7 separate regions of the Mus musculus genome follow, and all the other regions are linked to region 4. Evidence: chromatin contacts called from public HiCAR-type, HiChIP or PLAC-seq and promoter capture Hi-C data. All regions are on one chromosome and are shown on one strand. The core of a region is the stretch at or near the end of the contact, and the rest is flanking DNA. Distances in the headings are between cores, read along the strand shown. Region 1 holds the start of Siah3 (siah E3 ubiquitin protein ligase family member 3). Region 2 overlaps Zc3h13 (zinc finger CCCH type containing 13). Region 3 overlaps Nufip1 (nuclear fragile X mental retardation protein interacting protein 1). Region 4 holds the start of Cog3 (component of oligomeric golgi complex 3). Region 5 has its middle 27 kb from the start of Gpalpp1. Region 6 holds the start of Zc3h13 (zinc finger CCCH type containing 13). Region 7 overlaps Cpb2 (carboxypeptidase B2 (plasma)).

Region 1 (3,789 bases), core at 237-2,736, 300 kb before region 4:
GTGGGCCCTGTGACACCAACACATGTGACTTTTTGTCATCAAGACAGATGTTGTCATGTACAAAGTTCATACTGTCAACAGTGAGGTAGAGTGTTGTGTGTGTGTGTTTTGTTTTGTTTTGTTTTGTTTTAGTCTCACGATGCTTCAAGCAAGTTTACAATTTTGTGCTGCTTGACTGTGTTTGTAGATATCCTGGAGACGTGTGTGAGGGTCCAGGAAGGAGCCACAGCCTCATACCAATGGCTTCAGCTCAGTCTATCTGACCACTCAGTGTAGAAGCAGCCAAAGAACTAAAACTCACTATTCCCAGTTCTTGGGCTTTCGTGGCAGAGACTAAATAAACCATGGAACTTATTCCCTGCAAGCCCAAAGCCTTTAGGAGCTGTCCTTCAGGACCCTGTGGGTGGCCTCAGAGCCTGCCCCGGCACGGGGTTGGCAGTGCTCTGTGGCAGCTACTGACTAGACTGGTCTCTGCCTATCTGCGCTGCTGCTGTTGCTGCTGCTGCTGCTGCTGGCATTCAGACAAACAAGTGTTGTGCTGTGTGTATTCCTAATCTCTATTTTAATGTCTCCAACAATCTACTGGTTAATTAGCAATTTGCTGCCCACAAATATGCAAATGAGTGACAAGCCTAGGTTCTCTGCATCTGTAATTATTCTGCTGATGTACAATCCACTTTCTTCCCCCTGTAGGTTTTTCTATGTGTGTGTGTTCGTGCATCAGGGATTTCATTATTTTTAGAAGCGTGCTCTGTGCATCTTTATGCTTTAATAAAAGAGAGTTCAGTGATTACTGTATTTTGAAATATATATACTATATGCATGTCCCTCCTCAATTCCAAATTCATCTGTCGGATTCTTTTTTTCTTAAAGAACAGTGAGTTTAGATTTATCAAGAGGCTACAGTCCAAATTGCAGAGAGTCAGAGCATAAGACTGAAAGATACACATTTCTGCGGCTGCCAAATTCTTATCTTGAATCAGTATCTTGTAGTATTTGATTTTCTCCAGGCAGCTCCGTGAGTAGAGCCACAAGCTGACGACCCCATCTGCCTGTTGGAGCACAAAGCTTTCCTGTTTGGAGGTGGAAATGTTTTATATTTTTTTCCTTTTTTGGATGGGGGTTTTGTTCAGGGCACTAAGAAAGGCTCTCATGTTAAATTAAGTCAATTAATAAATGGAGACACATTAAGCAATCAATTTTGTCAGCCTATCTCCCCAGCATTATGTATGGTTGGCTGTAATCACAAGATAAATGCAGTGTGCTGATCTATGGTAATGTTCAATAATACATTCTCCGCCAGGCTCAATTCATCAGGGAGTTTCAGTAGGGGAGGTATTTGTTATTGGCTGTCTCTGAACCTCAAGGATAACATTTCTGTCCTTTTGATTGGCTGCCTCGCTGCTGCAAGATTCTAACCGTCTTATTTTGATGATGAATATGAAGGCGCGCTAAGCCGGGCTGGAACGGAGAGTCTCCGAGGCTGTGCTCCATTCAGAGCCCAAGGACTTACAGCTTCCTCCGCTGCCTTCCTGTGTCAACAACCCCCCAAAAGTTGTGATGCTTTTCTTTACACAGTGCTTTGGGGCTGTGTTGGATCTCATTCACCTCCGGTTTCAGCACTACAAGGCTAAACGGGTTTTCTCTGCTGCTGGGCAACTTGTCTGTGTGGTCAACCCCACGCACAACCTAAAGGTGAGTCGCTTCCTCTCGTGCTTTCTGCCATCTCCGCGGGGGCTCTAGCCTTTTCTCAGGAGACTTCTATCAGGGAGCTCATGCAGGCAGTTTGCTGGTGCTAGGATCCCGGGGTCTCAGGGGATGCTTGCCTCATGCTCGCTCTCTGGATAGCTTGGTGCTGTTACTGTGACTGTGTGGTGTTTTCTGGACTGGCAAGCAACCAGAAGAGCAGGCATATAGTGTCTTCCTCACACGGTCCTCCGAGGGGAGTCAGGGGAGTCGGGGGTGGAGGGGCAGAGGGGGCAGGGGGAGGGGCAAAAGGGAGGGTGAAGGGAAGAGAAGGGTAGAGGTGTCCTTACCTCCCTCCCAAGCATTTGTGGGCCAGTGCCGAGGAGAACAAAAAAAATCTGAAAAGTTACCCAAATTGCTGTCTGTCCCGCCGGTCAGTGCAATGCAAGGATTTGGCTGTGCAGAAGTAGCTTCAGGACTGGGGAGCTCTGATACAGGACCCGGGAGTTGGCAAGGGGCCGTTTCTGCAAGAGTTAGCCCTTGTCCTCAAACTGTGTCAAAGTGTGTGTGTGTGTGTGTGTGTGTGTGTGTGTGTGTGTGTGTGTGTGAGAGAGAGAGAGAGAGAGAGAGAGAGAGAGAGAGAGAGAGAGAGAGACTGTCTGTCTGTGTCTGTCTGTCTGTCTGTCTGAGTTGCTGGGAGGAGTTTAGCTCCTTTCCCTCCTGCCAAGGAGATGTGAGCCTCCTCTGAGAGCAGTCAGAGGAGGGCTTCGCTTCAATTGTGTAATAATGAAACCAGCTAGGAGCTGCAGCGGCTGCCTGGAGCCTGCAGGCGGCTGGCTGCTGAGCTGCCTGCCAGTGGCTGCCTCACCTGCTCGCTCGGTGCTGCTTTCACCGTGTTCATCCCTTCACGTCAATGTTCTAAGCCAAAATGCAGGGCCAGAAGGACCTCTCCATGTCAGGGTGCAGATGAGGAAATTAATGAAGAGACACTGCCTAGGGATGCCGGGGAGGTGGGGAGTGGGGAAAGGGCATGCTGGGACAGCGCAACTGAACTCCCTGGAGGTGGAATGGTCTGAAAATCAACTAAAACGCAGGACTCTAGATTAGATTGCCGCTTGCTTGCCTACCTTCACTGTACTGGGAGACTGAGGGACAGGGGGAGGGGCTGTGTCTGCAACTGAGTGTGGGACTGTCTCCTGGAGACCGAAGCTGTGATTCTGACCACTGTGGTCCAGCAGTGTTGAGCGATGCTTGTGGTGGGTGCGATGTCGATGTTGTACAATAAACTCTCATGATCAGATGCATGGTCCTTAATCCTCTTGCTGCAGACCTGTGTTTATAAGCGTTCCCCACCTCCATTCCTGGAAGTCTTTAAACTGACAGCTGTCTGGAGCCTCTGAGGTCATATTCCAGGGGCAACGTGATGGAGGGGGTGTGGACTCCACTGAGACCCCAACTGGCTTTCTGTGACAAATCTCGCCAAAGCATTCATGTGTGCTCTCACTGCCTTACGCTCGTTCATCTCTTTCCTCTTCTGGTTTTATTTTTTTAATGGCTTGATTTTATAAATGAGAATTCTCTTCCAGTCATCCTTGGCAGAGCAAGTACATCGTAACCATATTAAAAATACTCTTGAATTCCATTCCACGGCCACTTTGGAGACCTTACTCCAATCCCATTATTTTGTCAACTCGTATTAGTTACTTCCCTGCGGCAAGAAATATTGTTTACTCCTGTTTTACATTTTAATACCTTTTAAAATTATGCAATATAAGCAGCTCTAAAGTTTGAATTTACGTGATGCTCTGACTGTGCCCAAGGACGGAGAAGGGAGGGTGCTCAGGTCTTGCCGAGCAGCAAGGGGAAAGTATCTGTGTACGTTCTGTAGTGATGACTGCTTAATGCCCACAACAACCTTGGCTTAGGGTCGGGGTAAAAGGCTTTGAGATACCTTGGACAACTGTGTGAATGAATGCCGCAACCTTTCTAAGCCTTCCCTTCCTCATCTTGAAGACAAACCTAGAAATATCTATCCTGCCTTCTCCGCAGCTTTCTGAAGCTGCCAGGAGATACTACAGGGAGGGGGAAATGAATAAATGTGTT
Region 2 (3,616 bases), core at 134-2,633, 420 kb before region 4:
GCCTGTTGTTGTTTTGTTTTCTTGTTGTTCTTACGATAGGGAGTTACTTGGCTTGGTCTGGATCATTATACTATTCTTATTTCATTTGACCTTTTATTTCCTAACTTATAGATGTAATTTGTCACACGTCTTCAGTAGCTTGTCTGCTTTGTGTGACTAGTCACTGTGTTACCCTTTTACATTCAATAACTTACCTTTTTTTTGGCTGAGCATGTGTGGCACTCAGAGAGACAGCTTTTCCTAGGCAGTTCTCTGTCTTCCATGTGGGTTCCAAGAATCAGACTGCAGGCACCTTTACCTGATGAGCCATCTCGGCAGCCTCAGACAACCATTTCTTTTTTTTTTTTTTGGTTTTTCGAGACAAGGTTTCTCTGTGTAGCCCTGGCTGTCCTGGAACTCACTCTGTAGACCAGGCTGGCCTCGAACTCAGAAATCCACCTGCCTCTGCCTCCCAAGTGCTGGGATTAAAGGCGTGCGGCACCACGCCCGGCTAAGAATGGAAAGGTTCTTCTTTTTTGTTTTTTTGTTTTTTCAAGACAGGGTTTCTCTGTGTAGCCCTGGCTGACCTGGAACTCACTCTGTAGACCAGGTAGGCCTCGAACTCAGAAATCCACCTGCCTCTGCCTCCCGAGTGCTGGGATTAAGTCCTGTTCTTCCCTTCTTTAACTGTTTTACAGATCCATTAGATGTAATAGATGTGGACTGGTCTGGACTAATGCCAAAGCACCCGAAAGAACCGAGAGAGCCTGGGGCTGCACTCTTAAAGTTCACGCCTGGAGCTGTTCTGCTACGAGTTGGGATTTCTAAAAAGTTGGCTGGTTCTGAGCTCTTTACCAAAGTTAAAGAAACATGTCAACAACTTGTAGAAAAACCCAAAGGTGACTTCCTTTGCCTTCACTGTGTCACATGCTATGATTGTTAGTGTGGTCTTGGGAAGGGCTCCATTTGGTTGTCTTCAGAACTTGTGCTCCAGGATCAGTTTTAAGGAGTTATTGATATTATTTCTTAAGTTCAAGAAAAGCTTAATTCTGACAAAAACATTAGAAAAATAAGAAAATGAACTTTCTGTATCAAAAATGTTTTTGAAGGCTGGAGGGTTGCCTCAGTGACTGAGTGTAAGCAGGAGGCATTAGACTCGATTGCAGCACCACAGAAAGAGAAAATTGCTTTCTAACACAGAAGTTCAGGTGTCAGAATATACAGCTTTGCCCAGGGCTAAACAAAGCACTTCATGATGTTGTAGGTTTTTTCTTTTTTTTTTTTTTCCTAAGCAAATAATGGATGACTTCACAACCTTTCACCTGGTAACAAGCAGAGGATGTACCCAAGGGCAAAGTCTAAGTTAAGCCTTTAACAGAATGGTTTAGCTCGGTGGGTAGGGTCACTGGTCTGTGATCCAGGCCCTGCCTGTCACCTAGTCCCTATCTGTTCCTGTGAGTTGGAGTTGGAGTACTTACACCACCAAGGTCTTTGGACTGCAGTGAAGAGCAGCCTAGTTAGTACAGGTAGGACACTGCGAACAGTGCCTGGGACAGAGTAGTGCTGTGCTTTGACTGTTAGTGTTTAGTCAGAAAGTATTTCACCTGATTACAACTTTTAGCAGAACTGAATCTTTTAATGTATGGATATGGGTGGTTTGTTCTGATGTCCTTTTGTAGCTTACTAGAACTTTTATCAACAAGAGGCTGAGCCGATGCTTGAATCAGGGGAGGGAGAAAAGTGAAGGCACCATTACTTACTACGTTTGTTTTGGTTTTTTGTTTGTTTTTTGGTTGGGGGGGGTATTATTTTAAAAGTGTCATGAACCTGTGTCCTTTTTCCTAGTCCCATAATCAGTAAAATTTCTTATTAAGACTACTAATATTGTAATTGTGAACATTTTGTAACCTGAAAAATGATCTGAAGGTTCTTACCACATTCTTTTCACTTTGGTTAGATCTATGGCCTTGCGAAAAAAAACTCCTCTAACCCCTGTTTTTCTGTCTACTTTATCCCATCCTAATTTTTTAATAAAAATTTCTGTGTGTGTGTATGTGTCTGTGTGTGTACATGCACACATGCGTCTATCTGTCTATGTGTCAGTGTGTATGTCAAGCTAAGTGTTTTCTCTTTCCCTTACATAGTTTGATCGAAAACCATGTTATTGTGTCTTAGCACATTGTCCCATGTGTCTGAGGCGTCTGGCTAACACCTAGCTGTGCTCACAGCAGGGGTTCCAGAGGCCACTGTCTCTGCTGTGACTGTGTTTGAATCTTGCTGTAGAGCTGTCCTGAGATGTAGGACTGTAAGTGGGATTTACTTCTAGGCCAGACCCTTGAGTTTGACTTAAATGCTCTTGCTTGACCTTTCTCCCAAGTCAGTAGTCAGTGGACTCATTCTCCCTCTGAAGTCTGCTTTTGGCACATCTTAAATTTAAAATAACATCACATTATTGTTCTTATTAAGATGAACAAGGTACCTGTGTGTTGAAGGTCCGTTCATGGGGACCATTGCTGCTTGCCTTGTCAAGTCATTCACTCTGGTTTAGTAAAGGAGAGGTTCTTGGAGTATTCAGTTAAGTCAATGGTGACACTTCGCTATTAGGGAAACTTAACGTATGCTTGTTTTGATTGAAAGATGCAGACAGCCTTTTCGAACATGAACTAGGGGCTCTCAACATGGCTGCTTTACTTCGAAAAGAAGAGCGAGCAAGTCTTCTTAGTGACCTGGGACCATGTTGTAAAGCATTATGTTTCAGACGGGACTCTGCAATCCGGAAGCAGCTTGTGAAGAACGAAAAGGTACCGCGCAGTGGTTGGTAGGAATAGTATATTTTTCATCTTAACTGTTCTGTGAATTTGCTTTCCTCGTCTCCCAGGCACATACAGGAAGACCTCACATGAGTGGTTGTTGTGAATAATTGTCATTCCAAACTTCATGCACAAAAGTCCATTCATTCTGTGAGCTGTTTTACCTGTGAGCAAGGCTCCTTAAGATAAGCAGACTGTATGTCAGAGCGTGTGTCAGTATTTACTACAGAGTAATGAAGCAGACTGTATGTCAGAGCGTGTGTCAGTATTTACTACAGAGTAATGAAGGTGATTAAACATCAGAAAAGGATCTCATGAGAGGCTTGGGCTTTTTAAAGTTGGAAACTGGGGCTGTAGGTGAGTGTGGAGGACATGTGACAAAAGAAGCTGGCCAGTAATGTTAGAAAGCACTAAGATTCTACAGGAGTCCACAGGAAAACATTGATTCTCTTCCTATTAAATTTCTATAAAGAAAAAGAGATTTGAGGAGATTAAATTTATAAAACAAAAGATATAAACCCTCTCTAAAGATTAAAATGAACACAGATAGGCGCGATGGGAGACCTTTTAGAAAGTCAAGTCTATGTGGCTGGAGAGCTGGCTCAGTGGTTAAGAGCACTTACTGCTTTCCCAGGGGGCTGGGGTTCAGTTCCCAGCACCATGTTAGGTGGCTCACAACCACCTACATCACTCTAACTCCAGGGGAGCACCCTCTTCTGGCTTCTGTGTGTTCTCTCTCCCTTTCCCTCTCCCTCTTCATCTCTCCCCTTCTGTTCTCCTTCTCCCTCTGTTTGTCTCCCGCCTTCTCTCCTTCTCTTCCTTCCTCC
Region 3 (3,309 bases), core at 696-3,195, 370 kb after region 4:
TTTTGGCATTGCTAAAGCTTCCATAAACATTTGTGTGTGCGTTTGTGCTTTGAATATAGGCTTATGTTTGTATTGGATAAGTACCCAGAAGTGGTGTTGGGTGGTCATGCAGAGATTATATACTTCACTTCAAAGGAAACTGCCAAACTTGGTTGGGGAGAGGTTTGGACTCTAGCGTTGCTGGTTGACCTAGGGAAGCATTCAGAGGAAGAGTGCCTGAAGGTCTGCATCAGTTAACTGTGTCCTCCAGGAGCCTTGCGTCCACGTCTTACTTGAAAGCGGCCCATCCTTCCTAGGAAAAAACAAGCTCAAGGTACTGTTGCTGCTGCTGGCGCTGGGGAGACTGCACTGCTCTTCACTGCCTGTTCTGATTTTGCCTGACAGAAGGTTCACATCTGTTCTCATATTACTCCCACACTCTAGACAACAAAGGAAACAGAGCCTAGTTTTCAGCTTCTCATTAGGAAAGCAATAGGTGTGCGTCAGCTTTAAGTAGATTTCCATGCAGACCTCATTATCTAGAAGTAGACTGTGTTAGTGGGCGTGAACTTGGAATGTCCCCCAAACAGAATTGCCAAAAGGGAGAATATGCAGCTGTGTGTTACTGTGCGTGGTGACACAGTTTTAAATTGGTTGTGTTTCAGAACTATGAGTGAAATTCATGGGCAGCCCCTACTCTCTAGAATAAAGGAGGGCTGGGACAAAATTTTCCATGCTTTCCATGACTTCTCTCACGTAGAACTTTCAGTGTAGATTGCAGGTATTCAGTGACCATCGTCAGAAGTGCTGGGAGATGAATGGGTGCAAGATACTGAGTGATGAAGTGGAACTAGGGACTTGAGAGCATGAGGGGTGCCAGAGAGGACACGGGAGTGGCGGTTGGGGTGACATTTATTGTACCTGCGATGTTAAGTGTTCTGTGCACCTTTTAATTCATCTGAGGTTCTTTCACATCTTACTTCTTGGGTCTTGCCCCTTCAGGTATTCAGGAGCGTTAGTACATACTCATTAGCAGGATAGGGAACTAGGTGTGGGATGTGTGTCGGTAGTCCTGGTGTTCAGGAGGCTGGGGTGGAGTGTCTGACCTTGTGCTGCTCTGCCTGTAAAATATAGAAAGCAAGGCATTTTAGAAAGGGAGAAATGGGGTAGGTTGGCAGGAAAAAAAAAGACATGGGAAATATTTTCTTTATTTTGGTTCATTTGATAGATTTATAAGACATGTACTCTAATATTAAGCAGTTTAAAAATATTAAATTTTATTTCTAGCTATCTATTCTCCGCTTATTTTATCTTTATTTTTCAATGTGTATTTTTAAAGAACTGAAAGATTCTTAGATTTGTTTTATGTGTGACTGGGTGTTTGCCTATGTGCTTGTTGTTACCACTTGCATCCCTAGTGTCCAAGGAGGCCAGATGAGGATGCTGGGTCCCCTGGAGCTGGAGTTACAGTGGTTGTGAGCCATGAGGAATTAAACCTGGGTCTTCTGGAAGAGCAACCAGTAACGGCCTTGCTATCTGTTCAGCCCCAATTTATTTTATCTTTAAACTTTCATTGTATATATCCATATAACATCATATTGTGTTATATTCAGACATTTCCATTGCAAGTATGTATTTTACATTGCATCAGTCTCAGATTTTGAAGAGTGTACCCTAAAATGAGTGAATTCCACATTGGTACAACAAAATGCTTTTTAATTTGAAGGTTACTGTTCTAGTGAAAGGTGCTCTTCTGGAGGAAGCCAGTGTGTGTTTTGGCACAATAGAGTGCTAACATCTGTGTAGCCATTCTGCTAGAAAAGTGAAAGAGACCCTGGACTATGGATTTAAAGCCAGGAAAAAAAGTTACATCTTTATGTTATCTTTCAGACTAACCAAAGTTGGAGGGCCCACTGTGCTTACAAAGTAGGAGAGCCTGTCTCCCAGGCAATGTCCACTAGGTGGAGCTTTTCTCTTCCCATCGTTGCCCCTGTCTGCTGTTCCCAGCTCAGGCTGAGTTCCCTGTCTACCTCTTATTAATGGGTGTATGTTTCTGACGTTCAGAAAGACTTTGAAATTAAACTACAGTGGCATAAGCTTGTGTTCGAGCGGTTTTTAATAAAGAGAGAGAGAGGAGCTGTGCTCTGTCTGGGATAGGCCTAGGAGAAACAGTAAGAGTAGCAGCAGTTTGAGTGCAAGGAAAGCATTGGCTTACTGTGCAGAGTAGCAGTTTCACCCACTAGTGGACTCCATCCTGTAAAGACATCAGTAGGACGCTGAACTGCCCCCTTTGCATGGAGGGCATTGAGTAGCCCTGAACTTGGTGCTGAGCCACCACAGGGCCTGTGGTGTCTGGCTTCTCTACATCCTGTCTACAGATGGGGAACAGCTGTCACCCATTCTCCCTGAAGGCTGTTCTCTAAGCATTTCTCTCATCTTTTACAGGCGGGCATGCAGGGCATGGCAGAGATTTTGGTTTCTTTAAAAAATACAAAGAGCCCACAAAGTAGCTCTACTAAGGCCAGCTCCACTGCCACAGTGCTAAGGTCGGCTCCACTGCCACAGTGCCTGTCTTCCTACGAAGGCTTTACTTTCCCCCCTCCTCATCAGCTTGGAGTTTCTACTGAGCCACTCCAAATTTTATTTTTCCTCAGCATTGCCCTGAATGTCGGGGAAGAGGTCACGCTCATCCAAGTGCCAAGAGTCCACTTTGTGAAACCTTAGGTCATGCTTGCTTTTCACGAGTATCTGTTGTTGTCAGGTTCTCATCTTGTACGACCTTGCTCTTTGCCTGTTGTGCTTATTCATAGCCCGTGCAGTCATCATCTCTTCTTTATGGACGGCCACTATTTATAGCTGGGTACATGCTTTGCACTGTCCTTACTGAAATTCACTGCCTTTCCCCATTCTCTCTCCACTCCCCAAAGCCATTTCCAGTCTTGTCTCCAGACTACGGGATAACTGACAATAGTTGTCACTGTCTGTGCTCCACGAGCTGATAATGCGGGTGTGTATGTTAGTTTAGTGCTAGTGACGGTCAGACCAAGGGCATGTGCATGCTAAGCATTCTCCCTCTGAGCTATGTCCCCAGTCCAGTGATAGATGGAAGAAGTGGCAGAACTTTAGTTGGTGTTTCTGATGATCATCAGCCTGAGTGGTGAGGGCTGTGTTTCACTCCTTCATGTTTCCTATACTATGAAGATTTGTTTCATTGCCAGATTTTAGGGCTGGCATCTCCATACATCTTGTGCTAAGAAATGGAATCAGTGGTGTGCATTGCCTAGGATTCTCATTCATTCATTCTCTCTCTCCCCTTTTTTCTTTCTTTCT
Region 4 (3,357 bases), core at 620-3,119:
TCAGTACCAGGAAAGGAGAGCGATGAGGACATGTGCCTCTGAGATCCCGAAAGCTGGTGTATACAGGCTCCTTCCTGCTAGTTCTGAGACCTCCCCACATTCCTGGCCTTAAGGACATCCTCTCCCCAGGACCTTGCTCTGCTTTTTCTTCCAGCTACAACATGATGGGCCCAGCCTTTCCCAGGCCGGCTTCACGTCTCCATGTCAGCTCTCTTGCTAGGCTGTCTGTCACCTTCTTTACAAGGCTTAGGCCTTCTCTTCACTTTTAGGCCTGCCCTTACTTTTCTTCAGCCTCAACTATTCTGGCCCTGCCACCCACCCTACTTTACTTCCTATTTACGTCTCTATCCCTAATTCCTACCCCAGTGTAGACATATGGCAATGCACATTAAATGACAGCGTGAACTGATGGTAAGTACAACTGCATCAATACGGAAGGACCGTGTAAACCAGTAAGATGCCTTTTACTTTCAACCCTCTCCATACTCAATAAACGTGACACCAGCTTCGATAATGGGGCACAAAAATTATAAACAGACTGGGAACACACATAAGCCTGTTTCTGTAAATCTCTAGTATGGCACTTACCCAGCAATGGCAAAATCCTCAGTCTAGTCCCCAGCAAAACACACACACACACACACACACACACACACACCCCACACCACACCACACCCACTTATAATCCAGAACATAAAACATAGCCAGATCAAAGAACTTTCCACTTGCTCCCTCGTTTACTTAGGTCTATTTCCTGTATGGCATCCTGGAGGTGGGCAGAGAAACACACCTAAGAACACGTATTTTTACGGCACAGCACACAAAGGTGCAGAGAACGCGTCTAGTCACACCTCTAAAGTGTGAGGGCAGAGGTGAAGAAGCCAAATTCAATCTGCATTTGGACAGGATTACGAATCGTACAGAAATGGTTTCCAACATCAAAACTAACCACCACTGATAATAAAATAACCCAAAATTCGGCCTCGAAACTAGAAGAGCGTGTGAAACACATAAACAATCCAAAAAATAAAAGTACTCTGACCAGTATAACTGCACTGAATCACACCAACAGTAACATGCATACTGTCCCACTGGTAACTGGGAAAACGTTGACGCTAAAACCCAAAGCGCTACTTAATAACCGAGTCAACTTGTAAAAATAACTTTTTAATTTATTGCTTTGCTGTAGGTTTAATAAATCTTATCTTCCATAACCCAAAACCAGGAGTTCACAGCTTGGGGTGTGATAAATGAAATTGTTTCTCGGGGCCAGTTCTGATCCCCTCTAAGTGTCCCTGTTCCCCCGGGAAAGAAGCAAGCCTGATGCCTCCAGGATGCAGTTAACACAGACTAGCTGGACAGGCTCCTGGGAGGCAGGGCTACTCTGACACGGGGACACCAGGAGCAAGAAGCCCGGAGCAAGGCTCGGGCCAACCGTCCCACGCCGCTGGGGGAGGGCTACGCCCTCGCGTGGACGGCCACGCACCCTGGCAGGGCCACCCTGGGTCGCGGGCAGAGTGAGGCTGCTGACAGCAGGGCACACACGGGCCCCTCCCGCCGAACCCGCCACGGTGGCTCAGAGGACCGGCCAGATCCCCGCACGGGGCAGGAGGCCGGGCGCAGCCCACGCCCTCGCCTCACCTCGGCGGGCACCGGCAGGTTCTCCACGGCCGCCTTGAGCTCCAGCACCGAGTCCGTCTGCCTGTCTGTCAGCGGCGCCATCGAGTCGGGTCTCCCATCCCAGAGAGACAGCTTCTCGCGGGCGTCCCGCTCGGCCGCCGCCTCGGGCGGCAGCAGCAGCGCCGCCTCCGCCATCTCCGCAGCCCTGGGCCCCTCCGCGGCGCAGAACCGGAGCCCGACAGGCAGAGCCGGGAACTTCCGGGAGGACCGGGACTTCCAGCGCCGCAGCCGCGGCGGGGCGGGCCCGAGCGCCCTGACCCCGGAAACGCTTCCCCGGCGTGGGGGCGGGACCGAGGCCAAAACAGACGTGGCTTTCGACGGAGGCCAAACAGTTCCGGTTGAGGTGTACCTCAAGCCAGAGGGTAGGAGACAAGAATGGGCGGAAATAAGCTTGCCCCTACCGGAAGCTTCTTCAACATCAATAACTTTATGATAATGTGTTCTTCAGATTTGTTTTTGGTTTTCTTTTTAACAAGTTGTAAGTCATCCAACGGATTAGGAGAATTAATGAACTCCAAAGATCTTCTCTCCTGTCAGATGGGTTATGGATGCTTTCCATGTTGACATAGCAACCAAGAGCACCAAGTTTTCAAACTTACAACTTCCCTGTTAGAAAACTAGTTTGTGGAAACACAAATTCAAAGACAAACATATCAGGCCTCATTAATAATATCAAAAAACTGGGGGGGGGGGGGACCTAAATGTCCAACATTGAAGAACTGGATCAATAACTGTCTATCCAAACATGAAACTGCAAAAATTATTCTGCCATTTAAATCATGATACACATTTGAACACCTAAACAAATTATATTAGATCAAACCTAAATAATTGAATAAATATACTTTGTAAGTATATAAATTGAGTATATACGAATATAAAAAAAAATTGGGCAAAAAGGTGAAAAAGAGACAACCTTCTTCCTTACCAAGAATTAAAAAGGAAAAATGTAGAAAAATGAAGAAAATCACAAAACACTGAACAACATTCTTCAAAAAGGTCAGGGTAGAGAGATGGCTCGGGGCTAAGGGAACTTGCTGATCTTTCAGAAGACTCCAGTTCAGTTCCCAGCCCCCACAATATGCAGCACATTACCACCTGAAACTTCAGTTCCAGGAGATCCAACCTCCTCTTCTGGCCTCTCTGGGTACTAACATACATGTGGCACATGCAAACACACACATAAATAAATTTTTAAAATAAAAAGCCAATGTTTTTTTTTAAGATTTATTTATTTTATGTATGTGAGTATACTGTAGCTGTCTTGAGGTACACTAGAAGAAGGCATCAGATCCCATTACAGATGGTTATGACCCACTGTGTGGTTGCTGGGAATGAACTCAGGACCTCTGCAAGAGCAGTCAGTGCTCTTAACCTCTGAGCCATCTCTCCAGCCCCCAAAAGCCAATGTTTAAAAGAGTATCAAACTACTAAAGAGCAAGGAGTGACCAAGGAGCTCTTACATAGTGGAGACTACTGAATAATGACTTCTCATTGCAATGTGGTATCTTGGACTGATTCCTGGAACAGAAGAAAGGATAATTGTGATGAGACTATAGAATAAAATATAGAATCTTAATAAAGTTTGTAATTTAGGCATTGGTGGTGTTGTGCCAGCTTTGATTGTACATGGCTAGATAAGACAATAGTAGGAAAGCTGGATGAAAGACACACCTG
Region 5 (3,536 bases), core at 705-3,204, 330 kb after region 4:
CAGCGACCTGCTTCCCCAACTAGGTTCTACTTCGTATCTTACACCACCTCCCACTAATGATCTTATTATGACTCAATATGTTAATCTACCCATTAGATCAGAACCCACAGGATCTGCCTGTCTCCTGAAATCCACCCCCAACCCCAAACATATGTAGAGGTGTTTTACTAATCTCCTAGGTGTGCCTCGATCCAGTCAAGTTAACAAGGTTACCGTCTGGGGTCCTGTTTCTTGAGAGTTAGTGACAGTTAATGTTTGCTGGGGAAAGGGGAAACATTTCTTTTAATGGTGTAGCCAATGGGAAGTTGCTTATGTTTCTGCACCTAACTCCTCACCCATGCTCACGGAAGCAACCTTAATTAAATTCACTGGGTCACCAAAAAGAAAGAAACAGTAGAGACTTGTTGAGAGGAAATGGATCAGCAGCAGTACGAGGGATGACTGGGTGAATTTAATCAAACTGCATCAGATACACGGATGACAATGTCAAAATGAAATCTGTCATTGTATATGATTAATGTACGGTAGACTAGTCTCATATAGACTAGTCTCATATGTAGTGTCTCTCCCAGTTTGTTAGTCTCCTGTCGGGCTCTTCCCCGTCTAGCCTGGAATCGCTATTCTTCTTCTGGCTCCCCAACCAGAATCTGTAGATTCTTGCCTTGGATTGGTTGCATCAGCAACAGACATCCTCTGTCATGGCATCTAAGCCATTCTAGGACCACTAACGTAGCTCTCTGCTTGTCTTTGTGCAGTTTTCTCTCTCTGGCCTTCGGTGCTTATCCTGAACCTTGAAGCCCCAGCTTATACTCTCCGCAAGTGCACTCTGATGCTTATCTAGGTAGAATGAAGGTTATCTGGTGTTTGTGGTTAAGATTCTGTAGATTAGAAAAAATAGACGTGTAAAATTTGAGCTCTCCCTCTCCTCCCCCCCCTTTTGTGTGTGTGTGTGTGTGTGTGTGTGTGTGTGTGTGCATGCGCCTGGGAACAACCTATAGGAATCATCTGCTCTCTCCTTCTACTGTGTGGGTTCCAGGGACTGAACTCAGGTTTTCAGGCTTGAAGACAAGCATCTGTACCCACTGAGTTTTCTCACCGGTGGGCCCTGGCTAATGTGTCTTTTTGAGAAGGATTAATCTATGCATTTGATGAGAGTTCCCCCAACAGTCCAGTTAACAGAATTTCTACTTATATATGTCAGGCATACTTCCCCTAACTTTGTGACTCTATATTCACAGACTTACCAAGGCTAGTAACCATTTTTGGCTCCTGGTTTCTAGTATCAGATGTTGTGTGTGTCAGAGCTAATGCTGGGTGCCTTCCTCCACTACCATGCCTTATTTTATGTGTAAGTGTCGGTGCCTGCATCATGAGCTGTCTGATTTTGGTGCTGGGAACCAAACCTAAATCCTCTGCTAAGCAATCTATCCAGCCCCAGGGTCTCTCACGGAGTTCTCAGCCTTCATAATCCTCTGGGACAGTAGTTCTCAGCCTTCACAATGCTGCACCCCTTTAATACAGTTCCTCGTGCTGTGATGACCACCAGCCATACAATTATTTCTTTGCTACTCCATAGTTGTGATTTTGCTACCGTTATAAACTGCAGTGCAAATTATCTAGCCTGCGTGACCCCCAGGTTGAGAACCACTGCTCTAGGTCTGCCAGTCTCCATCTGCTCCCGGGGGCAGGGTTACATACAGATTTGTATCTCTGTACTTCAAATTCAGGTTCAAATGTGTAACCCTCAAACACTTAACTCACAGAGCCAGCTTCCCTTGTCCCTCCTCCTATCCAGGCTGTCTTCTCTGCAACATTGCTGACTGCTGACCCTCAGCTCCACAGGCTGAACCCCCTGCATTGGCTCTTCCTTTCTAGCTGGTCTCTTTCACTCTTCAATGCCCACACACCAGCAACAGCATCCACTGAGATTCACTGTAGCCCTTTCTTCTCAGCTCATGCCCAGGCATGCCCTACGATCACAATCAGTACATGTACACACCTCTGGCATGTGCTCAACAGATAGCACTAGTTGGTTCTGCATATTGTCTGCCCCACTAGACTGGTGAGTTAAAGGTCATGTCTTATGTATTTTTGTATTCTCAGATCAGCACTTTACATATTGTATAGGCTCGATAAATACACGGCAACAGGAGCTGACTTAGTGTTCTTTCCTAGACATTTGTCTAGAGTGGAAACAGTTTCCGGGGGAGGCTTCAACAGGCCATTCTTTCCTTGTGTTTTTTCCTCTTCCTCTCAGTATGCTGCTAGATTTTTGGCTGTAGTTAATTACTGAGTTGGTTTAAATGACCCCAGAACCTTCTCCCAAATTCTAACAGAAACCCCAGAGCTCTGGAACAAGCACAGTTTGTGTCATTAACACTTAAATCACTGCGGTTACTGCCCACGTTGGAGATTGGTAGTTTGCTAGGAACATAAGCAAAATCCACTTTGGAACAGCTTCCTGTGCAAGAACAATCCCTCGCCTTCTTGGCTCTGAAAGCATACATTTACGAATGATCTAACTGCTGTGTCTGAGAGGCTGGAAGCACCATAGCAACTTATTTAATTGCGAATGATAATACAACTGTAAATTAAAAATGACCTCTACTCAAATCCACTGAAAAGCCATGCCTAACTACTCCATGCTAGGCTTTTGCCAACGGTAGGTTTCTCTTTTCCCTCCTCTAGATTTTGTTTGCCATGAATATACGCCATTGTTCTGAGAACCATGCCTTCCCTTCCTCTGAGGGATCCTATGGTTCAGAGTCAAGAAATACACACAGCACTGAGAGAACCCAAGGACACCCAGTCCAAGTCACCCTGACCCCTGATTGACAGCTAACTTCGGGTTGCTAACACTACATCCTGTCTTGGGCTTGAAGGAGTGAAGTCCAGCCTGTTTGCTACCCTGACTAACCTGTATCCAGGGCCGCTGTAGCCACTGCCCTTCTATGTAAGAGATGTGATTGATTTCGGGGTTGGGGCTTTCTGGCTGCTGACTGGGTTGGAGTTGGAAATCCTATTTTTTCATTATTTTCTTATTTGTGGAGGGGAAAGTCTAAATATATCCTTTTGAATTGCGGTGTGATTTATAAACGACAGCAGGCTGTGGTGAGCTAACTGCGATGGCCTTACTCTCCATCGTCCCTGTTTGTGGTAGATGGATGTACTTCTTGATGTTAGGGGTTTGAGGGCGGTGAACGAGGAGGGGACGAGCAGGCATTTTAGACACAGTCCATCTCCTGGACAGCACCAAACACCAGCCCCAAAGCTAATGTGCGCCCTGTGTGCCTGCCCCCTCCCACTGCTGTTCTACACAAAGATTCTGAGACATGGGTTAGCAGTTACCTACTGAAAAGGAGATTCACAATGGGCAGACGTGGACACTGACAAATCTGGGGTGAACTCAGGACTGATTGACATACCTACCATAAGAAACACTGGAATTTTCATTAGAACCCTGGCGGGAATCAAAGGTAAGATGGACTCCATGGTCCCAGCACAGGCTTTTGACCCTGCAGTCAGTTCCATGATAG
Region 6 (3,705 bases), core at 1,206-3,705, 470 kb before region 4:
AATTGAGTTACTAATACATTTTCACTAAAATAAATGCCAAACTGATCAAATATTAAAGCACAAATAACCCCGCCATAAGCTAAGAATTTGAGTGAGAAAAACCTCACACTTTACATAGATTTCATGACAGTAATGCAGTTCTTACAAACAGCATATGAAATTAACCATGTAGAAAAGTGATCAAGAGGCTAGGCAGGGTGGTTGGTGGCACATGCCTTTAATCCCAGCACTTGGGAGGCAGAGGCAGGCGGATTTCTGAGTTTGAGGCCAGCCTGGTCTACAAAGTGAGTTCCAGGACAGCCAGGGCTACACAGAGAAACCCTGTCTCGAATGCCCCCCACCCGCAGCAAAAAAAAAGCAATCAAGAAAATTGATAGAAAAAATATAAAAATGAATATAAAAATGTATGCAATCCATTGATAAAGAAATCTAAATCAAAGACAATTGCTTCTTCTTTTCTTTCTTTCTTTCTTCTTCTTCTTCTTCTTCTTCTTCTTCTTCTTCTTCTTCTTCTTCTTCTTCTTCTTCTTCCTCCTCCTCCTCCTCCTCCTCCTCCTCTCCCTCCTCCTCCTCGTCATCGTCGTCGTCTTCTTCTTCTTCTTCTTCTTCTTCTTCTTCTTCTTCTTCTTCTTCTTCCTCCTCCTCCTCCTCCTCCTCCTCCTCCTCCTCCTCCTCCTCCTCCTCCTCCTCCTCCTTCTTCTTCTTCCCAGAAAACTGACAGGATGCAAGATTCTTGCCCATGGTGCAGAAGCTGCCAGTTGGGTATGCTGACACTCTCCTGGGAGGAGAGAGGTTCCATTCTTTTGATTAGTACTTGGTGACAAGTGTGGTAACTGTAAAAGGTACACCACTTTAGTCAAGGAACTTTAACTCTAGAAAAGCTACTGAAGTAGGAAACATTGATTTATGGACAATGGTGCTCATTCTAAAGAAACTAAGTTATTTATCAACAAAATTATTTGAATCAACTATAGTTTACAATGCAATCCCTTAAAATGACTCAAAATAATGTCTATTCAAACACAATAATGATACATTTGGTAATGTTACAATAATTACTTCCAGAAATGTTACAAATTAAGACAGAAAGTACATGCACTGTAAAATGTACTAAAATGTTATTGGCAGTTATCACTCCTTAATCAGATTATTGTTGAGTTCTGGGCAACATGTGTTTTCTTTCTTAACATGGTTTCTTTTAGATGACTACAACTTTCAGATAAGAAATTTAGGTAACATCCAGAAGGAAGCTATTTTCGTTTCTACAATGAAATAAAGTGTTTGTTGCTATGAAATAAATATATTTTGTGTCTCTTTTAGATCTAGCTCCTGGAGGTTCTGACGATTGGATCTATGATTTGGGCATCAAATATTCGTTTACAATTGAGCTCCGAGATACAGGCAGATACGGATTCTTGCTGCCTGAGAGATACATCAAACCCACTTGTGCAGAAGCTTTGGCCGCCATCTCTAAAATAGTTTGGCATGTCATCAGGAACACTTAATGCCCTAACCTCCGCTCTCATTATTTTTATTTTATTGATTTCAGCAACACTTAACTGTTGCATTAGCTTCTAAGTTGAATCAGTTTCCTTGGTTTTGTTGAAGAATAAAAAGCACACTACTTTGAGCTTAAGAGTGAAAATGGCCCCCTGTGTATTTTAACATTTTTATTTTTATTATTTTTATTCTAAGAGGTTAGCTACTGGTCCCACCCCACCGTCCCTTGATTTATGATGAACAGCTATCTTAAGCAGTTTTAAGATGTACTGTGTGTGTGGTGGGGCGTGAGGGTGTGAGTTTAAGCACCAGGTTTATGCTGGACCCCCATCAGAGGCCAGAAGAAAATGGGGAACCGCTGTTACTGAAGGTTACAGAAGGTGGTCAGCAGTCACGTGGGGGATGGGAGTCAAACCTGGTCTCTGAAAGAGCTGCAACCGCTTTTAACGGCTGGAGCCATCTCTCCAGCTCCTCCTAAGCAACTTTTACCCTAAATCTACGGAGATCATTGGATCCAAGCAGGAAAAGCAAAGGCACTCTGTAGCACCTCAAGGGTTTGCACCCTAAAATTTTAATCAGTCTCTGCTCTTGTTCTTGAAAACGCAATCCGTGCATTTCTGCTCCAGCTTCAGGCCCAGGCGGGGGACGGGCGGTTGTCAAAATCTGCAGCTTCGAAACGCACCAGGCTGGTGGTTACTGCCGAAACAAAGTAGCACTTTATGCGATGGAAAACGGTGAAAACCAGAATCTCAGTCAACTGAGAATCTCCGTCCTCCCACGCTGACTCCGTGTCCCCAGACCTTAGTAAACAGGCGTCAGGAACACACTCCGCACTGCCCTCGCGTCGGACGCGAGGGGGCGTGGTCTGAGAGGGGCGGGGCTTACTCGATGACGACTAATCTGGGGGCCGGAAGCTGCCTTGCCTGCGGAGGAGTCGGGCAAACTCGCGACTTCCGTCGGCTTTTAGATGCTGCCAGTGTAGCGGCCAGGCAGAGTTGTGGTCTTAGCGTTGCTCTGCAGTGGCTTCTGTGCGTCTCTCGTCTCGTGTCCGGAGCTCTCCAGAGCTGGGAGAAGATCCGGGCGGCTCCGCTGCTCCCTGTTCCCGGCGTCCGCCCCGCTTGAGGAGGGCCGGCCCCTGGGAGCCGCGCGTGCACGTCCTCTTGGTCGTCCTCCCGGGGCCGGGCGCGGGGACAGCCGGAGCTGAGGCGTCAGGGACGTCCTGAAGACTGCGCTTACAAGGGTGCTTGGAGAGGAGGTAAGCGTTCGGGGAGCGGATGGGAAGAGGCGTTGGACCCGGCTCGTGTGGGCGTCCTGCGCTGTGGCCTCCATCCTCGCTCGCCTTGTTCTGTGCTGCTTGTGTTTCTGAACGCTGTTTGAGCATCCCACCCTTGACTCTGCAGAGGCTCTTGGTGTTAGATCTGGCTGTTGCTCCAGTTGTGATTCTGCAGTCTGTGTCAGGAAGCAGGCGGACTCGGATACCGTGGTGTGGTGGTCGCATTTGTGTGTGGTGAAAGGATGCAGCAGTTGTGTTTCTTGGATTTAGAGTTGCCTTCTTCACGTATTCCAGATCTATTGAAGAAAGGAGAGTCCTTTTGATTGTTCCTGGTCTTGCTTATTTCCCGGCTGCAGTAAATACTATTGGGAGTGTAGGAGTACTGTTTTATCTTTATACTCCCAGGCAACGGGAAGCTGGAACGAAAGGAGAAGATATATCTGGCAGTATCACTTGCTAAGCAGGTTGACATTTATGTGGCTGGAAAAGTATTCAGAGTTGAAGAAAATACTTGGATGATATTGGTAGGATCTTGCTTGTGAGAGGCAGTATCTTAAGTTAATTCGTTTTATTAGGAGTCTTCAGATAATTTGAACTCTTTCAGTTATGGGCGTGCACAGTCTCTCCTGGTTTGTGAATTTCAAAAAAAAATAATTTGAAAAGGTTGGACCTTTAAGTTTGGCATTTAAGGGTTTAAAAGTCTGTGATATGTTTATTTAGTTAGTCCAGATCACTATGCGGCTCTGCCTATATGCTTAGTTTTGCTATGTAGTACTTAACATTACTAGCTTTAGAATCCAAACAACAATATTTCGCAACACAGACGTATAAATTTTTAAATAACCTCCAACTTCTTAGTTAGATTATATCAGATGACAGTTTCATCTGGAGACTTAGCAAGCTGATGTAGGAATGTCACAATTTCTGTGCAA
Region 7 (3,428 bases), core at 11-2,510, 500 kb before region 4:
CTGTGAGTCTGAGGCAGCCTGGTCTACAGAGTGAGTTCCAGAACAGCAAAGTTACATAGTGAGACATTGTCTCAAAAAAACAAAAATAAAAACAAACAAACAATTGCAGCTATGTATAAGGCTCTGGGTTTGATACCTGTGATCAAAAGCACATCATATTTTGCCCTCTCTCCTTCCCAGACAGCCATGGGAGCTGGGGTTCACAATATGTTCTTTGTTTATTCGTAACTTTCTCCTGCTTTTAATACATAGTGGTTTTCTTTCTCTTCTAAATTAGTTTTTCAAAACTAGGACCATATTTCAGTTTGCGTCATCTTGTTTCCCTGCTTTATAATATATCACGGAAATCATCCCCAAGTTAACTGTTATAAATCAAACTCATTCTTTATAACTGGAAAACGCCCTAGGATAGCTGCATGCGTGTTTCCAGTTATTGACACTTTGAAGAATGATTCAATACATAGCCTTGAACATATGCCCCTAGGCAGTGGGTGAATGGATTATGCTAAACCTGTACCAGGGATCCACATCAAATTTCCCAGGCTGATGTTCTATGAACCACTGTTTGCTCTTCTCAATGGTGTCCAGAATCCAGAGTCATTTTATCAAAGTTCTCTAAACAAAAGCATCCTCTGCCCCATTGCTAATCATGGTTATCTCCTTACTCCTAGTTACTTGGGAAAAGGAAGCCCAAATGTATCGGTATGCTTTCAAAATCTTCTCTATGGAAGGACTGCCTAATATTTTTACATGTGACCCTGGGTATACAGGTATATAAAACCGATATACAAAGCAATCATCTGCCAAAAATAAGTCCTAAAGAAATTGGTTTTAAACCAATTCTTCAGTATCCATAGAACCTTATTGTTTAATAAAGATGAAGACAAAATTGCAAGCTAATGAGATGAGTGTATTTGTACACAAAGGAGTAAACGCCGCCGAAGCTTCTGATACTACAGAATGAAGAGTGTTTTCAACTTTCTCCGTGTTAATCAATATCCTCATTTTTATGCAATCAATGCTGAGAAGTCCGTCTTGCATAAATACTCCACACACGGTGGGAGAAGTATGACAGAAACATTGTAGGAATTGTTGGAAATTCTGTCCTAACCCCAGGCCAAAATTCATTTATAATGGCTTTTTACGAAATGCAAGTCAGTGACTCAAACGGCAAGTTTTAAAATCCAATAGACTAACACAATCCAATCCAAAGGTGACGCTGACCTGTGGATGCCGAGGGGAAGCAGTAAAGAAGTGTTGACTCCTTGTTTTCAGTTATGAAACCGCCATGAGTTTGTAGCAGCAGAAAGCCGTCACGCACCGCCGTTCAGGACAGTGGAACTGAGTTGAGGTGTTTTGGGATCCACTGGAATTGTGTGGTCTGGTGGCACAGAGTACACATGCTGTGTGTTCAGAGCAACAGCTGCAGTGACCTCATGCATGTCATGCCATACAGGAGAATGCTACACAAGTGCCTTGGATTCATCTGGTGTTTGGTTTTAAATTAGTTTTTGGTTTTTTTTTTTTTTTTTGGTTTTCATGCATGCCAAAACCTCTTACTGTTGCCAAGGTTTTAGGAGGTCCACACTCAGCTATGTGGTTTAGAAACTCAACTATGGTTTAGAGAGGTGCAGGAGATACAGATAATTTCTTTCTGTTTAGTTACTATTCTTCTCCTTTTCTGAACACCCGTGTACTAGAAGGTGCAGGTTGCCATTTCCCAGCAAAGCCCTGTGACCTCCTGGGTTCAGCCTCAGCCAGTCTAACTTAGTCAATAAACACTGTGTCTTAGTTAGGGTTATCATGGCTGTGATGAAACACCGTGGCCCAAAGTAACCTGCGGAGGAAAGGGTTTGTTTGGCTTACATATACTGAGTCACCCTCCACTAAAGGAAGCCAAGGTAGGAACTGCAGCAGGACAGGAACCTGGAGGCAGGAGCTGATACAGAAGCCATGGAGGAGTACTGCTCACTGGCTTGCTCTTTCTGTCTTGCTCAACCTAATTTCTTATAGAACTCATGACCACCAGCCCAGAATGGCACCACCCACAATGGGCTGGGCCCTCCCACATCAATCACTAATTAAGAAAATGTCCTACGTGCTTGCCTACAGCCTATCTTATGGAGATATTTTTCTCAGTTGAGGGTTCCCTCCTCTCAAATGACGCATTCCTCCTACGGAGCCTGTGCTAATAATGTCTATGTACCCTCCTGAAAGCTACTATAACCTCTTCTGCACTTTCATAGTTCTCTGTATACTTCTTTAATAAAATCTTCTATTCGATGTATTTTTAGGAGGTTGGAGAATGAGTGGTTAAGAGGTTAAGAACACTTGCTGCTTTGACGGAGAATTGGAAAACCCATAAGGGAGCAAGCCACAGATGTCTCCAAGTCCAGGGGATCCAGGGCCCTCTCCTAACCTCTGGTACACATTTACACAATACACATGCACACATGCACACTGAGAGACAGAGACAAAGAAAGACAGAGACAGATACAGACAGATGGACAGACAGACAGAGACAGGTACAGAAAAATAAATCTTAAAAAAAAAGTATTTTTTAGAGTGACAAGAAATGTGCAGAGGAGACACATGGAGTTCTTGCTTGGCCCTCGTGCATGCTTCCAAAACCCATCATCTTACATTATCGCTCCATATTCGTCAAAACTGTGAAGCCAGATCTGGGTGGCCACTGTTTTCCTTTTCTTTTTATATAATAATCTCCTACAGAAAAATTGGACGGCAAGCTGCGAAAATGAAATCTGCTAAGAAGCCCTCCCTCTCTGAGTAAATGGTTTACAAACAGAAAGTAAATTGAGACTGAATCACACTAATGTATTGCCCAGACTGTACCAGCAGCCCTGGGAATTCTTAACACTGTAGCAAGTGTTACACCACAGAAAGGAATACTCAAAGCAAAAGAACATGCTAAGAAAACTGATATCCCAAAATCAAATTCATCTGTATGTCCTGGCAACAAAGGTGGCTAGGATATGGAGTATTCAATCACCATTTGCAAAAGAAAAGAACATTGTTAGAAGAAGTATAATTTTAAAATATGCAATATATTAATGGATAAAACTTTTATAAAAGGACAGGAAAGTAGGCCAAACAGATGAATCGCCCGTATTTGTTGGTGAGAAGACTCAGACTCCTGAGTTTGTCCATCCTCCCCAAATTATGAACCTATAATTTAATAAACTCACCGTGAAAACCTGAAGGTTTTATGAATCATGACAGGTTGTTGATTTTTAAATTTTGTGCTGAAGATCAGATCTCCCCAAGAGGCCTTTTGAGAGGCACAGGGTAAGGGTGGGGGTGGGGTGGGGGGTGGATAGGAGCTCATTCTGTAGGATACTGAGAATTAGTTTGGAGGTCGAAGAAGTTAGTTCTGATCCTCAGAACCCATGGGAAAAAAAAAAACCCAG

Evidence for each region. Promoter capture Hi-C pulls out the DNA fragments that hold promoters and counts their contacts. HiCAR-type assays count read pairs that join an accessible place to other places. HiChIP or PLAC-seq counts read pairs in DNA pulled down with a chosen protein or histone mark.
Region 1: a contact with region 4 is called in a HiCAR-type map of astrocytes, with 2.4 times the contacts expected there. The contact joins the promoter of Siah3 here to the promoter of Cog3 in region 4. A contact is called at or near these places in 2 of 39 promoter capture datasets (cranial neural crest and hippocampal neurons), 1 of 484 Hi-C or Micro-C datasets (CD4 T cells) and 5 of 115 datasets of contacts at active chromatin or transcription factors (astrocytes, effector CD8 T cells, embryonic basal ganglia and 2 more).
Region 2: a contact with region 4 is called in a promoter capture Hi-C map of liver, with 4 times the contacts expected there. The contact joins the enhancer-like site here to the promoter of Cog3 in region 4. A contact is called at or near these places in 12 of 39 promoter capture datasets (the 3T3-L1 cell line, the HPC-7 cell line, HPC-7-derived erythroid cells and 8 more), 10 of 115 datasets of contacts at active chromatin or transcription factors (the 230-238 cell line, differentiating embryonic stem cells, embryonic basal ganglia and 7 more) and 3 of 9 other capture datasets (adipose tissue, embryonic stem cells and pancreatic islet).
Region 3: a contact with region 4 is called in a promoter capture Hi-C map of liver. The contact joins the enhancer-like site here to the promoter of Cog3 in region 4. A contact is called at or near these places in 2 of 39 promoter capture datasets (the C10 cell line and liver), 3 of 484 Hi-C or Micro-C datasets (B cells, CD4 T cells and embryonic stem cells), 3 of 115 datasets of contacts at active chromatin or transcription factors (the 230-238 cell line, large pre-B cells and microglia) and 1 of 9 other capture datasets (adipose tissue).
Region 5: an H3K27ac HiChIP or PLAC-seq map of embryonic stem cells shows a contact between it and region 4, with 5 read pairs. The contact joins the enhancer-like site here to the promoter of Cog3 in region 4. A contact is called at or near these places in 3 of 484 Hi-C or Micro-C datasets (cerebral cortex, cortical neurons and palatal mesenchyme) and 1 of 115 datasets of contacts at active chromatin or transcription factors (embryonic stem cells).
Region 6: a promoter capture Hi-C map of embryonic stem cells shows a contact between it and region 4, with 3 times the contacts expected there. The contact joins the promoter of Zc3h13 here to the promoter of Cog3 in region 4. A contact is called at or near these places in 24 of 39 promoter capture datasets (the 3T3-L1 cell line, 3T3-L1-derived adipocytes, the C10 cell line and 14 more), 1 of 15 datasets of contacts at CTCF or cohesin (embryonic stem cells), 7 of 484 Hi-C or Micro-C datasets (CD4 T cells, CD8 T cells, cardiomyocytes and 3 more), 29 of 115 datasets of contacts at active chromatin or transcription factors (the SCID.adh cell line, T-cell acute lymphoblastic leukemia, acute myeloid leukemia and 20 more) and 5 of 9 other capture datasets (adipose tissue, embryonic stem cells, liver and 2 more).
Region 7: a promoter capture Hi-C map of liver shows a contact between it and region 4, with 4 times the contacts expected there. The contact joins the enhancer-like site here to the promoter of Cog3 in region 4. A contact is called at or near these places in 13 of 39 promoter capture datasets (the 3T3-L1 cell line, the HPC-7 cell line, cranial neural crest and 8 more), 5 of 115 datasets of contacts at active chromatin or transcription factors (the 230-238 cell line, the SCID.adh cell line, embryonic basal ganglia and 2 more) and 2 of 9 other capture datasets (macrophages and pancreatic islet).

What each region holds. Positions count from the first base shown.
Region 1 is chr14:75,454,496-75,458,284 of GRCm38.p6, forward strand. It overlaps Siah3 (siah E3 ubiquitin protein ligase family member 3), which reads left to right and starts at 1,487. Exons shown (of 2, transcript NM_001128093.1): 1 at 1,487-1,695. The coding sequence starts at 1,561. Gm41212 (a long non-coding RNA gene) reads right to left here and starts at 3,492. Exons shown (of 2, transcript XR_874827.2): 1 at 2,097-3,492.
Region 2 is chr14:75,336,693-75,340,308 of GRCm38.p6, forward strand. Zc3h13 (zinc finger CCCH type containing 13) reads left to right here. Exons shown (of 19, transcript NM_001359875.1): 17 at 678-878; 18 at 2,617-2,780. Among named protein-coding and RNA genes, the nearest start is that of Zc3h13, 54 kb to the left of the region's middle. Within about 2 kb of position 1,384, at least 7 of the 459 cell types and tissues checked have an H3K27ac peak or open chromatin away from gene starts, as enhancers often do. A contact at or near this core is called in liver, where this site is marked.
Region 3 is chr14:76,120,151-76,123,459 of GRCm38.p6, forward strand. The region is part of intron 5 of Nufip1 (nuclear fragile X mental retardation protein interacting protein 1); the gene reads left to right. Among named protein-coding and RNA genes, the nearest start is that of Nufip1, 11 kb to the left of the region's middle. Within about 2 kb of position 1,946, at least 11 of the 459 cell types and tissues checked have an H3K27ac peak or open chromatin away from gene starts, as enhancers often do. A contact at or near this core is called in liver, where this site is marked.
Region 4 is chr14:75,752,624-75,755,980 of GRCm38.p6, forward strand. Cog3 (component of oligomeric golgi complex 3) reads right to left here and starts at 1,870. Exons shown (of 23, transcript NM_177381.3): 1 at 1,642-1,870. The coding sequence starts at 1,815.
Region 5 is chr14:76,082,402-76,085,937 of GRCm38.p6, forward strand. No RefSeq gene overlaps it. Among named protein-coding and RNA genes, the nearest start is that of Gpalpp1, 27 kb to the right of the region's middle. Within about 2 kb of position 1,955, at least 36 of the 459 cell types and tissues checked have an H3K27ac peak or open chromatin away from gene starts, as enhancers often do. A contact at or near this core is called in embryonic stem cells, where this site is marked.
Region 6 is chr14:75,281,911-75,285,615 of GRCm38.p6, forward strand. Zc3h13 (zinc finger CCCH type containing 13) reads left to right here and starts at 2,456. Exons shown (of 19, transcript NM_001359875.1): 1 at 2,456-2,755. It overlaps Cpb2 (carboxypeptidase B2 (plasma)), which reads left to right. Exons shown (of 11, transcript NM_019775.3): 11 at 1,321-1,645. The coding sequence ends at 1,505. Gm35679 (a long non-coding RNA gene) reads right to left here and starts at 270. Exons shown (of 3, transcript XR_874823.2): 1 at 1-270.
Region 7 is chr14:75,248,806-75,252,233 of GRCm38.p6, forward strand. The region is part of intron 1 of Cpb2 (carboxypeptidase B2 (plasma)); the gene reads left to right. Among named protein-coding and RNA genes, the nearest start is that of Cpb2, 8.2 kb to the left of the region's middle. Within about 2 kb of position 1,261, at least 4 of the 459 cell types and tissues checked have an H3K27ac peak or open chromatin away from gene starts, as enhancers often do. A contact at or near this core is called in liver, where this site is marked.